Regions from separate parts of the Hordeum vulgare genome. Here all the other regions are linked to region 1. The links are chromatin contacts, called in public Hi-C maps. All regions are on one chromosome and are shown on one strand. The core of a region is the stretch at or near the end of the contact, and the rest is flanking DNA. Distances in the headings are between cores, read along the strand shown. Region 1 holds the start of LOC123443854 (ABC transporter G family member 37). Region 2 holds the start of LOC123443857 (carbon catabolite repressor protein 4 homolog 6). Region 3 holds the start of LOC123443853 (ABC transporter G family member 36).

Region 1 (3,907 bases), core at 501-3,000:
CCAATGGCGGTGTCGCTGGCGAAACGAGGTGGACGCGCACGCCATTCGCTCGGCGGAATGCCGCAGAGCCGCGCGGCCGATGCGCCAACATCGCATGCCATGGGGTGGAGGTCGGACGATTCCGTGGCGTGGATGGGGATGCGGTGGAGGTGGCCGGAGGTAGGGAACGACCGTCGCGACGCCGTGCCGGTGCCGGTGGCCATAGGCGGAGGTTGGTGGGACACGGTCGGTATTTGTTATTTGTTTTTTTGTAAGTGATGAAGTCGGGCAGGAGCGGCAGGCTCCGTTGCGGGCCGAGCCCGGCGTCGCGACAGTTTGGGCTCTTGTTGGGCTACTTTATGCTAGGAAATTTTGTACTACTCCTAAAAGATCACATTTCTTGTTTAAATAAACATTTATCTTTGTATAATACGGAGTAATATAAAATTGTTACTAGTACTTGGTGCAATTGAAAGAAGAAAGGATGAGGACCTGAATATTAGGTGGCGGCTAGGTTTAATAAATCTCGAATTCCGAAGTCACGTGGAGAAAAAAAAAGCCTCGAAAGCGAGACACGGTCAGAGTAATACTTTCTGCCGGACAAGTGGCCGAAACGGCAATCAAGCTGCAGCGTGTGCTTGGTCTTTTGTGAAGCCAAGAAAATATCACGCGCCGAGAGGCGACTCACCTACCGCATTGCTTGCCGATGGGCCAAAAGGCATACAGCTCGCTGGCAAGTTGCAATCGCAAAAACGAGAAAACAAAGCCCCTACTTGGCTTCAATTTTCGCAGCGTCGCTGTCGATAACCATATGATAAACGAGAGAGCACCGTCGCTCGCCTCCATCGCGGAACCAGCTGCACCAAAACGCAAAAGCAGCCCATCCTCATCGACTAATTGGCCCTACCATGTACATGTACTGTCGCAGCCAAGCCAGGACTGATTAGTTATCATTAACTATGATCAACATGCTTGTTCGAGTGGTGTGGGGGGAAAACAAAAAACAAATGCAAATTGAAGGTAAGCCGCCATGCATGGACTTGTCGCATCTGTTTTGGAGCGGAAGGAGAAGGAATGATGTACCTCGAGTGTGTTGGTGACGGCGTTGATGAGCGTGGGGAGGCCGCGGTTGCCGACGCGCACCTCGGCCTCGATCTCCAGCTTCTCGAACCGCACCTCGATGGTGGGGTAGTCGATGCCGACCCTGTCCATGCGCTCCTTGAGCTTGAGGAGGAAGTTCTCGTGGTCGTCGTCGGCGGCGCGAACCAGCCGCTCGATGAGCGCACGGCTCTCGTGGGCGCCCAGCCGCCCCACGTCCACCTCCACCTTCTCCCCGCCGTCCTCCACCGTGAGGATCCCGCGCCGCACCCGGTCGTACGTGGGCAGCCGCTCCAGGGCCGCCCACCGCAGCGCCTCCTCGTCGTCCTCCTCCTCCTGGAACCGCGACGACGTCCGCGAGAACACGTCGTCGCCGCGCCGCCATAGCGAGCTGTCCCGCCGCAGGCTCGTCACCCGGTGGATCTCTCGATCCATCCTCGCCTCTGCTTGATTGATTGCTTACTTACTTACTTACTTATCTTCGTCTTCTTCCTCCGTTGATCACTCTATTCTAGGAGTATTGTGCACAGTGCACTGGCCTGGCCTGCCCTGGCTTAGCTCTGTTGCGCAGCTCCTCCTTGCCTTCCGACAGGGGACTCACTGGTTTGGCTTGGGGTACGAGCTAGTACGAAGGGAGCAGACGAAGGAGTCCCTATATATACGCCCAGGAGAAGGGAATGGTTGAAGAAGCTGGTGAGGAGGAAGACCACGGCAGCCACATTATCGAGTTTCACCTCACCTACCTTGAGCGGGTCCTTGACCTCGACACATTTCGTACAGGTCCGCTGCACTGTGCGAGCTTGGACCCGGCACGGGATGTGGTCGTCGTCCTACAAGATAATGAAACTACGCTTTCGAGCTAGCTCTTCATTTTTCACGCGCGTGTTTACACCTGACCGCGCGCGGGGGGGAGCTTCCTGGCATCAGCGGGGGTTTTGTCTCTGCGTCGTGGCCGAGGCGGGCAGTGGTCAACATGCATGCATGTCTCGGGATTATTCGATTAGAGGCTGCTCTCCCCCCGCGGTAGGTTCGTTTGGCCAGGGATAGTATGATATTAGGAAGAGGGCAGCCGCCTGCAACCACTTGCAGATGCAGAGTAGGAGCAAGAGTATACTACTACGACTAGTACTGGTGGTCTCTGATTGTTAACAATAGTGTCTACTTTGGATGGGTGTGGTTAAAAAAATCGTGTCCAGCCAGGACGATGAGGCCGGGCGACGACAACGGCGGCTGCGTCCATCCAACGGCTCACCAGAGATTGATCCGCCCATTCATTTCGTTAGGGGTGTCGACATGAGCAGTGACCCATTCATTATTAAATCCCATCCGTGTAGAAAAGTCTTTTCAGGCGAATCCTTGAGCCGGTTGGTCGAAATTTTCTTCGTCCATTGGTCTACTTGCCTTTTCTTATATATTGATGTTTTAAAGGGAGAAAGACCGGTCATCTCGGCGATGCATGCAATTATTTTATTAATAATTTACAAAAAAATTATAAAATAATATATTAGTAAGTCTGAAGCCATCGTCTTGACAACATTTATCGTTACTCCTATCAACTTGATAAAGGGGTGCCACAGTGTGAGCCAAATATCAAACAAACCTCGCATCATAGGCTAACATCTAAAACCGAAGGCCCCAACCAAGCCACATTGTCGGATATGGGGCACACACCGGTCCGGCGCACTCTCATAGGTTGCCGTCGTCGTCTTGCACATATCCATCTTCAGAGTTGTACTCATGCGTCAACCTTGTGAGGCTTATTTGTCGTCGACGACACCACGACGTCCAGTCTTGAGGATATAACCCCGGGCCTTACCCGACCTTTTAAAGTCTAGCCCAAGAACAAGACATGTATAAACACAAGGCCTAAGGAGCGGCTCCTCTTGAAGTGTGGGTTATCCAATCACCTAGCGGGTCGCTCATTGCACTTGACGTAAAGAGTTATTTCCTGCTTGGAAGACAAGATAGGTAGGAGTTAGATTAAGTCACGGGTTGTAGTACGATCCGGATTCTATTGTAATCTGAGAGCCTCCACCTATATATAAATGGAAGCCCCTGGGGTAGAAGGGATATGCTAGAAATCCTCGAGAGCTAGGTTAGCGATTCCGCACCCTTGTAATCGAGATCATCATCAATAACACCAAAAGCAGGACATAAGCTTTTACCTCCATCGGAGGGCCGAACTTGGGTAAACTCTTGCCACTCGTTCCCGATCAACCCCATCCAAGCAACCACCTAGTTGCGATGGCTCCTAGACTTAGTCCTATCACGAGGGCATCTGTCGTGACAAAAGCACGATAGTTGGCGCCCACTATGGGGCCAACGCACGATGATGTTGAGTTCTTGGAGGGAGCTCTCCTAGGTATTGAGGGATACGAGATCAGCCAAATGACCAAAATTCGTCGCGGCAAGCTCTACATCGATGGTTCAGGCTCTCAATCGAGTATGGGTATCGGGTCTCTTTCGGCTAGATCCACGTGTTCATCGGCAAGATTGGCACGTTAGGACCCGAGCCAAACATTTGCACCGACATCGTCGAGCCGTCTCAATACACTCAACCCAACCGACCTCAAGCAGGTCGGAAGCATGTCTTCGTTGGATTCACTCAAGGGGTTGAGCTCACAGATAATTCCATAACTAGCAGGGATACTCTCGTCTATTCTAACGACGAGTCATCGGTTGGTGACACCGAGTCGATCTGCCCGCTTTTTGATGGTGGACTTTGGGCCTGTCCTGATGACAAAGACGATCTAGAATTCCTTGAGCCACCACATCAAGCCTCCGTTTAGATGGGAGGGACCACGAGGATCACAATTCCATTATGGCTGGA
Region 2 (3,907 bases), core at 526-3,025, 610 kb after region 1:
GGAAGCCCATAGGCTTTGGGGAGACACACCAGCCCTTAGTGGGCTGGTGGGACAGCCCCAAAGGGGCCTATGCGCCAAGGATAAGAAATCAAAGGAAAAGAAAAAAAAGAGGGAGGAGGTGGGAAGGGAGGAGGACTCCCTCCCACCAAACCTAGTCCAACTCGGTTTGGGGGGGGGGAGAGTCCTCCCCCTTGGCTCGGCCGACTCCTTGGGGGTCCTTGGACCCCAAGGCAAGGCCCCCCTCCCTCCTCCTATATATATGGAGCAATTAGGGCTGATTTGAGACGACTTTCTCACGGCTGCCCGACCACATACCTCCACGGTTTTTCCTCTAGATCGCGTTTCTGCGGAGCTCGGGCAGAGCCCTGCTGAGACAAGGTCATCACCAACCTCCGGAGCGCCGTCACGCTGCCGGAGAACTCTTCTACCTCTCCGTCTCTCTTCCTGGATCAAGAAGGCCGAGATCACCGTCGAGCTGTACGTGTGCTGAACGCGGAGGTGCCGTCCGTTCGGTACTAGATCGTGGGACTGATCGCGGGATTGTTCGCGGGGCGGATCGAGGGACGTGAGGACGTTCCACTACATCAACCGCGTTCTCTAACGCTTCTGCTGTACGATCTACAAGGGTACGTAGATCACTCATCCCCTCTCGTAGATGGACATCACCATGATAGGTCTTCGTCCGCGTAGGAAAATTTTTGTTTCTCATGCGACGTTCCCCAACACAGATCACCCTGCGCGGCACTGCTAATGGAGATCAAGCGAACCCTCAAAGAGGTGGGAGAACATGCGATATTGCATGTGGTCAGGAGTAGGAATAAAGTTGCTCTTGCCCGTATTGGTCATGTAGATTAGCGAACGGCCGTCTGGCTTCGCTGTACGCCGGTAGAGGTTGATACCTTATGTAAGGAGGACTGTTTTGATCCCATTTAATCAATGAAATTTTTTATTCGCAAAAAAAATAAAAAATCAGATCTGATGGTTTTAAATGTTCAGATCGTAAAACATACAGACTGCCAAAAACACAAAGGGCAGTGCTCTGCGCCGGCGCACCGGCAGAAACCGCGCGCGGGCCGCACGATCCACCAACCCCTGCGCGTCCGCGCCGTTGGATCTCCATGCAACATTTTTCATCCCGATGCAGCAAAATTTCGATGCGATGCAACAATTTTTCAACGGTTGCAACAAAAAACAAAATTTGTAGCAAAAAAAATATCTACGTGATCGTAGCAAAAAAACGAAGCTGATGGTGCGTGGTAGCAAAAGTCAAACGCCGGTTGTAACAAATATTTACGTGACGTGTATGCAACTTTTTTAGTGAACGGTTATAGCAAAAAATGATGCCGGCTGTAGCAAAAATTAACACGGTTGTAGCAAAAGTAAAAAAACATCGATTGTAACGAAAAATCCGAAGAACTGAAGTTGCAACCAAACGTATATGCAGCTTTTTTAGTGGACTAGATGTAGCAAAAAAATAACGCTTACAGCAAAAATAACGTTGGTTGCAACAATTTAAACGAAAAAATGTTACATGCCCAGTCAACAGGCGCGCGGTCGACGCACCGGCCAGAAACGATTCCCAAACACAAATCACTGAAAAGGTTCAGTTTAAGCTTAGTTTACTGTCTAATCCTTTTTTACAAGGAAAGAGAATCCAGAAAATACTGCTGCAGATACAAGGCATTTTCCTGCCAACCATCCGATCGAAAATCAAGGGTCTGACACGAAGTTAGTGTAAGGAAGTCGGGAAAGCCTAGTACTCCTGCCTCGGCGTTGCGTCGGCAGCACACCGCCTCCCGTCCCCTTCGTCGCCGCGCCAGCAGTCAACTCCGCCGCCCCCGGCGACTCGTCGAATGCGGCTGTTCCCAGGCCGCCGCCCGCCGTTGCCGCCACCGTCGTGACCACAGGGGATGCGCGTCGTCCCCTCAGCTTTTCTCCGTCGAGCCGCCTCGATGTCCTCTCACTACAACGTAAATCTCCGTTTGGGCTTCCTCCTCCCTATCAATCCCTGACATCTAAACCCCTTTTACCCTTCTCCCCTTTTGCAGCGCCGAGGATCCTCGCGGCCTCACCGCGGATACTCCTCCCGCCCCCCGCCTCCTTCCGCCTACGCCGACGCCGAGCTCGTCAGCGGCGATTCCCACCTCAGCACTGTGCCCGCTGCCAACGATTCCCTCCGTCGCGGCGGGGGTCCTCGCGCGTCTCCACCGCAGTACAGGCACGGGCCGCAGCTCCAGCCGCCGCCGTACGGATATGGCTATGGTCAACCTCAACCACATCCGCAGCCGCAGCCGCAGGTTCAGCCTTACGGGTTTGTGCCGTACAACTACAGCCATCCGCCGCAGGGGCCGTTCCCAGGCCCTCAGTACGGCTACGGGACTCCAAATCAGTACGGTCACTGGCATCCACAGCCATACAGAGTTGTGCCACCGAATGGAGGGTTCCTGCCACGGAATGCTGGGTTCCGACCTGCGGCGCCGCAGCTGCAATCGAGGCTGGCACAGTACAAACGAGAGTGGCGATCTGTGCAGAAGCTGCCACCGCGCCATGCTGGTACCATCTCAATGCTTAACATTTACTGTATTTATTTGCAGCAATGTGTTGCAAAACCATCTTAGGAGCATTATTCTCAAGTCCAAGCAGTATACTAGTTTTACTTAGAGTGAATTCCACATTTTACCCCCTAGATGTGCATTTGTGACACGAATTACCCCGTCAAGTGGAAATTCATCTAGAATACCCCTTTAAGAAGCTTTAGACACTCATTTTTTTTATGCATGTCCATTAGGGAAGGTGTAAGTTGATGTGTGGGATCCAAAAATATCTGGCCGAGGACGAGGAATGGAACAAATGGACAAGAAAAGTCTGGACATGATGGTCAATAATGCCCTTTGTACTTTACTCATTTTTCTTACGAATCATTTACGCAACATGCAGATCCTATCTAACACAAACAAGCAAAATGAAAAACTGAGGTAATATCATTTAAAAGTCTCTAAAATCTGATGTTCCAGTAGAATTTCCACTAAATGGGGTAATATGTGTCACAAATTTACAACTACAGGGTAAAAAGTGGAATTCACTCTTTTACTTATTATAGTAATTTTTATTCCTAGCTCTATCTCATAACTGAAAGTTTCCTTAATAATGATTGCAACTGAGTCATTTATAGCTAGTATTATCGTCATGATGAAAAACTTGGAATTTGATTTCCAAATCAAGATAGATGCCTTTGAAGTCGTGAACTCTGAGACGGCAGTTCCAGTTGATGTGCTAAGGGCATCTGCAATGAAAAGCGCCTGTATAGGCGCTTTGAGAAACAAAATAAATCTCGTAGAATTAGAGAAGCAACTTAGCGCCTCCTATTTCAACGGCAGACGCTAATCACGGACGCTAAGAAAGCCGTCCGCTGCACTCACGGCTTTATCTCGTGCAACAGAAAAATCCCAAGTGCCCGGTTCCCATTTTTGCGTTGATGCTGTAGCTGGCGCCAGGATTGAAACGCCCAACTGCCCATCAATCGGGAAACAAATCCTGGCGCCCTGGGTTAGCGCCCCGCGTTGGAGATGCCCTAAGGGAATGATATGCTTGCAAAGAGATTTGCTTGTGGTATTTTCCAAACTTAGTATTGGACTTGAGTAAATATGATGTGTGCGAGATCCTCATTATTCTTGTAAAAGAATACAGTTCTTGCTCTTGTATTTTGAGTATTGACTTTTCATTCTGCAGAGAGGTTTAAGGTTCTGTCATACAATATACTGGCGGACTATCTGGCCCAGGAGCACCAAGATCTTTATAGAGACATACCATCATTTATCATGGACTGGAACTGGCGTAAGAATAGGATAGGTTTAGAGATCAGCTGTTGGCGTCCAGATATTATATGTTTTCAGGTAATTCTTAAGAA
Region 3 (3,907 bases), core at 638-3,137, 550 kb before region 1:
CTCGTCCCCAACCATCGTGTCTGCACACATCTCTAGTCCTAATATCTGTAAAATACAGTAACGTCCAAACGGTGAGCAAAAACAGATTTGGGTGATTCAGTGTGAAGGTAATCGCAGCTGTAGCTCAAATTTCATGTACTACCTTCAATATATAGTCTGTGTTCACATTGGCCTCCAGACCCCCCATTGAAGACGCCTAATGAAGATAAACATAATTTCGGATTAGATATCATGAAGAACACACAGAAACCACTATAATATTCTTGGTTTATTTCAGATTTGCAAGTCTTGCCTTCATAAATGCATCGATATCAGCATCTGGCTTGATATTTGCGGCCTTCTCTCGCCTGGACAACTCCGTGAGCATATCTGACAATGTAACAAAAAGGAAGCTTGATAAGCATAGTATCTGAAGCAAACTCAGCCAATCCCAAAGGATCTGAAAGCAGCAGAAATGAATGCATGAGCAAGTGCATGTGACAGTTGCAGAGAATTGTACCAAAGCGGGTGCCAACACCCTGGCAGCGTGCGGAGAAGGCGAGCGTCTCCCTCACAGTCATCTCCCCTATGTGGAGGTCGTGCTGGCTTATGTAGGCCGCCGTCCTCTCCGGCACAAACTCCTCCATCCCGTGCCCGTTGTAGGTAACATTGCCTGAGACCTTGAGGTCTTTGTCGAGCCTCCCGGCCAGCGCGAGCAGCAATGTGGTCTTGCCGGACCCAGGTGGACCCAACAGGAGTGTCATCCTGCGCGAACGAAAAGAGCGTGAGGTGGAAGAAGCTATGAAGCCAAGTTCCAAAAGACCCGCGGGTCAAAGTCTACAGGTTCAATCAGGTGACAAGTGTACTGTGTAGTGTGTACTCGGCAGGCAGAGCATGAGCATGAGCATGAGCATGAGCATGAGCATGTTTTCTGTGGCCAAAAAGGCTGAGAGAGATCTTTTGACTACCTGCGGGGCTTGATGATGCCACTGACGTCGTGGAGGATGGGCATGGTCCGCTTCCTGTTGGGGAGTATGCGCAGCGCGTTCGCCGCTTCCTGCACCAAGCACACCGAGAACAAATCAATATCTCTTCAACTGACACGCAGAGACACAAACGTCCTTGGTGTCTGGCTGCGACGATCACCTCGAGCGTGTTGGTGATGGAATTGAGGACGGTGGGGAGGCCGCTGTTGCCGACGCGGACCTCCGCCTCCGCCACGAGGTGCTCGAACCTCACCTCGATCGTGGGCATTTCAATCCCAACCCTGCGCAACCAAACACGCACAAATCATCAAACACCCGGCAGGCATGGCGACGAGCTCCGGCCAGGAAACGGAAACGGGTAGTAGCACGCACCGCTCGAGGCGGTCCTTGAGCTTGAGCAGGAAGCGCTCGTTGTCCTCGTCGGCGACGCGCACGAGGCGCTCGATGAGGGCCCGCCGCTCGCGCGGGCCGAGGCCGTGCACGTCGACGACCCCCTTCCCCGGCGCCGCGCCCTCGCCGCCGTCGAGAGGCGGGAGGATGGCGCGGCGGACGCGGTCGTAGGTGGGCAGCTTCTCGAGGGCGGCCCAGCGCAGCGCCTCCTCGTCGTCGTCGTCCCTCGACGACCGCGAGAAGACGTCGTCCCCGCGCCGCCATATGGAGCCGCTGTCCCCGCGCCGCATGCTGGCGACCTTGTGGATTTCCGCCGTCGCGTCCATCTCCCCCCGCCGTCGGCGTGACTTCCAAGGGCTTTTCGCTTCTCGGGTGTGTTTCAAGCCTCAGGTGCGTTTATGCTGGTGAGTTGGGGCGACGGGGGTTTTGTAAGGTGTGGGAATCCGTTGGGAAGGTGGTGGCTCGCGATTGCGAGTCAGAGTTGTGTGCCTGAAACGGGAACGGGAAGGGGAAGCGGGGAAAGTGAGAACACGGGTGACGGCTTGGTTACCAAGGAAATCCCCGTCCATTCCTTTATACCGTGCGGCCGCTGGTCGCTTCTAGAAGCCTAGTCCGTACTCCGAGGCTCAACCAGGGCTGCAGTCCTCTAGAACAGCGTGTCCTTCCCTTCCCGCAGGATTGGCGGGCCAGCATTTATTTTGCCAGCATTTCCTGCGGGGAATGCGGGCTTGATTAAAGAGTATTCCTTCCAATTTTTAAATATAAGTTTTCTAAGATTTTAGAATCGACTACTCATTTTGTTTCTAAATATAGGACCTTCTACATATTTCATTATGAATTAGATACAGATGTATATAGACATATTTTAGAGTGTACATTCACTTATCTTGCTTCGTATGTGGTTCATACTAAAATATCTAAAAGGTCTTATATTTAAAAAGAAGGAAGTACATACAAAACAAAATAAGTAAATCTATACTTTAAAATATTTCTATATATGTTCATATGTAGATTCTAGTGAAATATTTTTAAAAACTTATATTTAAAAACAAAAGGAGTAAGTAGGAGTATTTATTAGCCAACATTTTTTCTCCTCTGTACAGTCTATTTTCGGCCTTCTTTGTTCACAGTAATTTAGTAGGTAATCCTATAGGGAAAAAAATAATTCTAGCGCCCTTTTGGTTGTAGGAATTAAGTTCCATTCCTACGTGGGTAGGAACCAACCTTTATATTTCAAATGAGAAATACATTAGGCTATACCATATATATTTTTTTGAAATGACAATTATCATGCATTCATTAAGAAGAAAAGAGTTACTCAGTTTATCAGGAAAAATCCAGAAAAACTAGATTGTCCAGTTAATTATGGAAAACTGGACGAAAACTGTTACAACGGTTGAGCGGCACACATAAAAAAGCCCGCATACTACTTAAATAGGGTCATGGTGAGACAACACGCATACGTCATCGTCATGACTCCTCCTCTAGAGGTTATACTACATTAGGCTATACTCGATGAAGAAAATCTTATCCTATGCATCAAATGACATATCTTTTCCAATAGGAACTGAGATACTCTACGTGTCATTTCTTTTTTCCTTTTCTTTTGCGCGTGAGATAAATGTAATTTCACTTTCTTTGTCATTGAAATTGGGTGGTGGCGTCGCAAACTCAGCTATCATTGTAGGGGGCGGTGATTTGCCCTGAGCGAAGGGGCTCGGAGTGGCCGACGGTATGGCAGTGACCAAAATCGTAGGCATGCCAGTGCAGTAGCGGTGAAAATACCGAAGGGCGGTGGGTTGGTGCCACTTTATTGGTACTTTGGAGGTGTCGCAAAGAGTAAAAAATTGGTACTGGGTAACATTTGGGCGCACACCAAAAAATTGGTCCACATGCAACAACTTTAGTTGTGTTCTTGGAGTCGTTTTTTGGGCCAAACAACCCCAAATTTACAATTTCTATCTTGAGCAAAATTTTAGTTCTCTTTGTTAGAGATGCTCTAAGTGGAAAGATAAATAAGGTTTTCACTTTTTTGTAAATAAAATGATTCAAAGTTAAAGGTAATCTTTTTTTCTACTTTACATATGGGTTTTCCGAGAGTATCCGAAACTTGGGGCGGGGGGAGGGGGAGGGGGAGGGGAGGGCTGATCCGACAACGGCCAGCGAAATTTAGTGTCAGAGGGAGGAGCTCGACGAAACTGGGCGGTGGCTTCCCAAACTCAGCGATTGTCATGGGGGTCGGCGATCGACCCTGAGCGACGGAGCTCGGGGTGGCCGGCGGTGTGGCAGCGACCAAAATCGTAGGCACTGACGTAGGATGTGTCGGTGCCGTAGCGGTGAAAACACCAAAGAGTGGTCGTGTTGGCGTCACCTTTTGGTACTTTTGGTGGTGTAGTAAGGACTCAAATATTGGTGTTGGGTAGTAAAATTTAGGTGGCCACCAAAAAAAAGTGTCCACTGTTGGAAATATGCCCTAGAGGCAATAATAAATTGGTTATTATTATATTTCCTTGTTCATAATAATCGTTTATTATTCGTGCTATAATTGTATT

Evidence for each region. Hi-C and Micro-C count contacts between places; a contact is called where the count stands out from the background.
Region 2: a Hi-C map of leaf shows a contact between it and region 1, with 6 times the contacts expected there. The contact joins the promoter of LOC123443857 here to the promoter of LOC123443854 in region 1. A contact is called at or near these places in 3 of 6 Hi-C or Micro-C datasets (leaf and seedling) and 1 of 1 datasets of contacts at active chromatin or transcription factors (embryo).
Region 3: a Hi-C map of leaf shows a contact between it and region 1, with 4 times the contacts expected there. The contact joins the promoter of LOC123443853 here to the promoter of LOC123443854 in region 1. A contact is called at or near these places in 3 of 6 Hi-C or Micro-C datasets (leaf and seedling) and 1 of 1 datasets of contacts at active chromatin or transcription factors (embryo).

The regions. Positions count from the first base shown.
Region 1 is chr3H:358,703,905-358,707,811 of MorexV3_pseudomolecules_assembly, forward strand. It overlaps LOC123443854 (ABC transporter G family member 37), which reads right to left and starts at 1,751. Exons shown (of 20, transcript XM_045120393.1): 1 at 1,063-1,751. The coding sequence starts at 1,512.
Region 2 is chr3H:359,315,340-359,319,246 of MorexV3_pseudomolecules_assembly, forward strand. It overlaps LOC123443857 (carbon catabolite repressor protein 4 homolog 6), which reads left to right and starts at 1,776. Exons shown (of 15, transcript XM_045120395.1): 1 at 1,776-1,970; 2 at 2,049-2,553; 3 at 3,730-3,893. The coding sequence starts at 1,911.
Region 3 is chr3H:358,156,578-358,160,484 of MorexV3_pseudomolecules_assembly, forward strand. It overlaps LOC123443853 (ABC transporter G family member 36), which reads right to left and starts at 1,888. Exons shown (of 21, transcript XM_045120392.1): 1 at 1,338-1,888; 2 at 1,126-1,246; 3 at 948-1,036; 4 at 500-744; 5 at 293-369; 6 at 143-196; 7 at 1-45. The coding sequence starts at 1,681.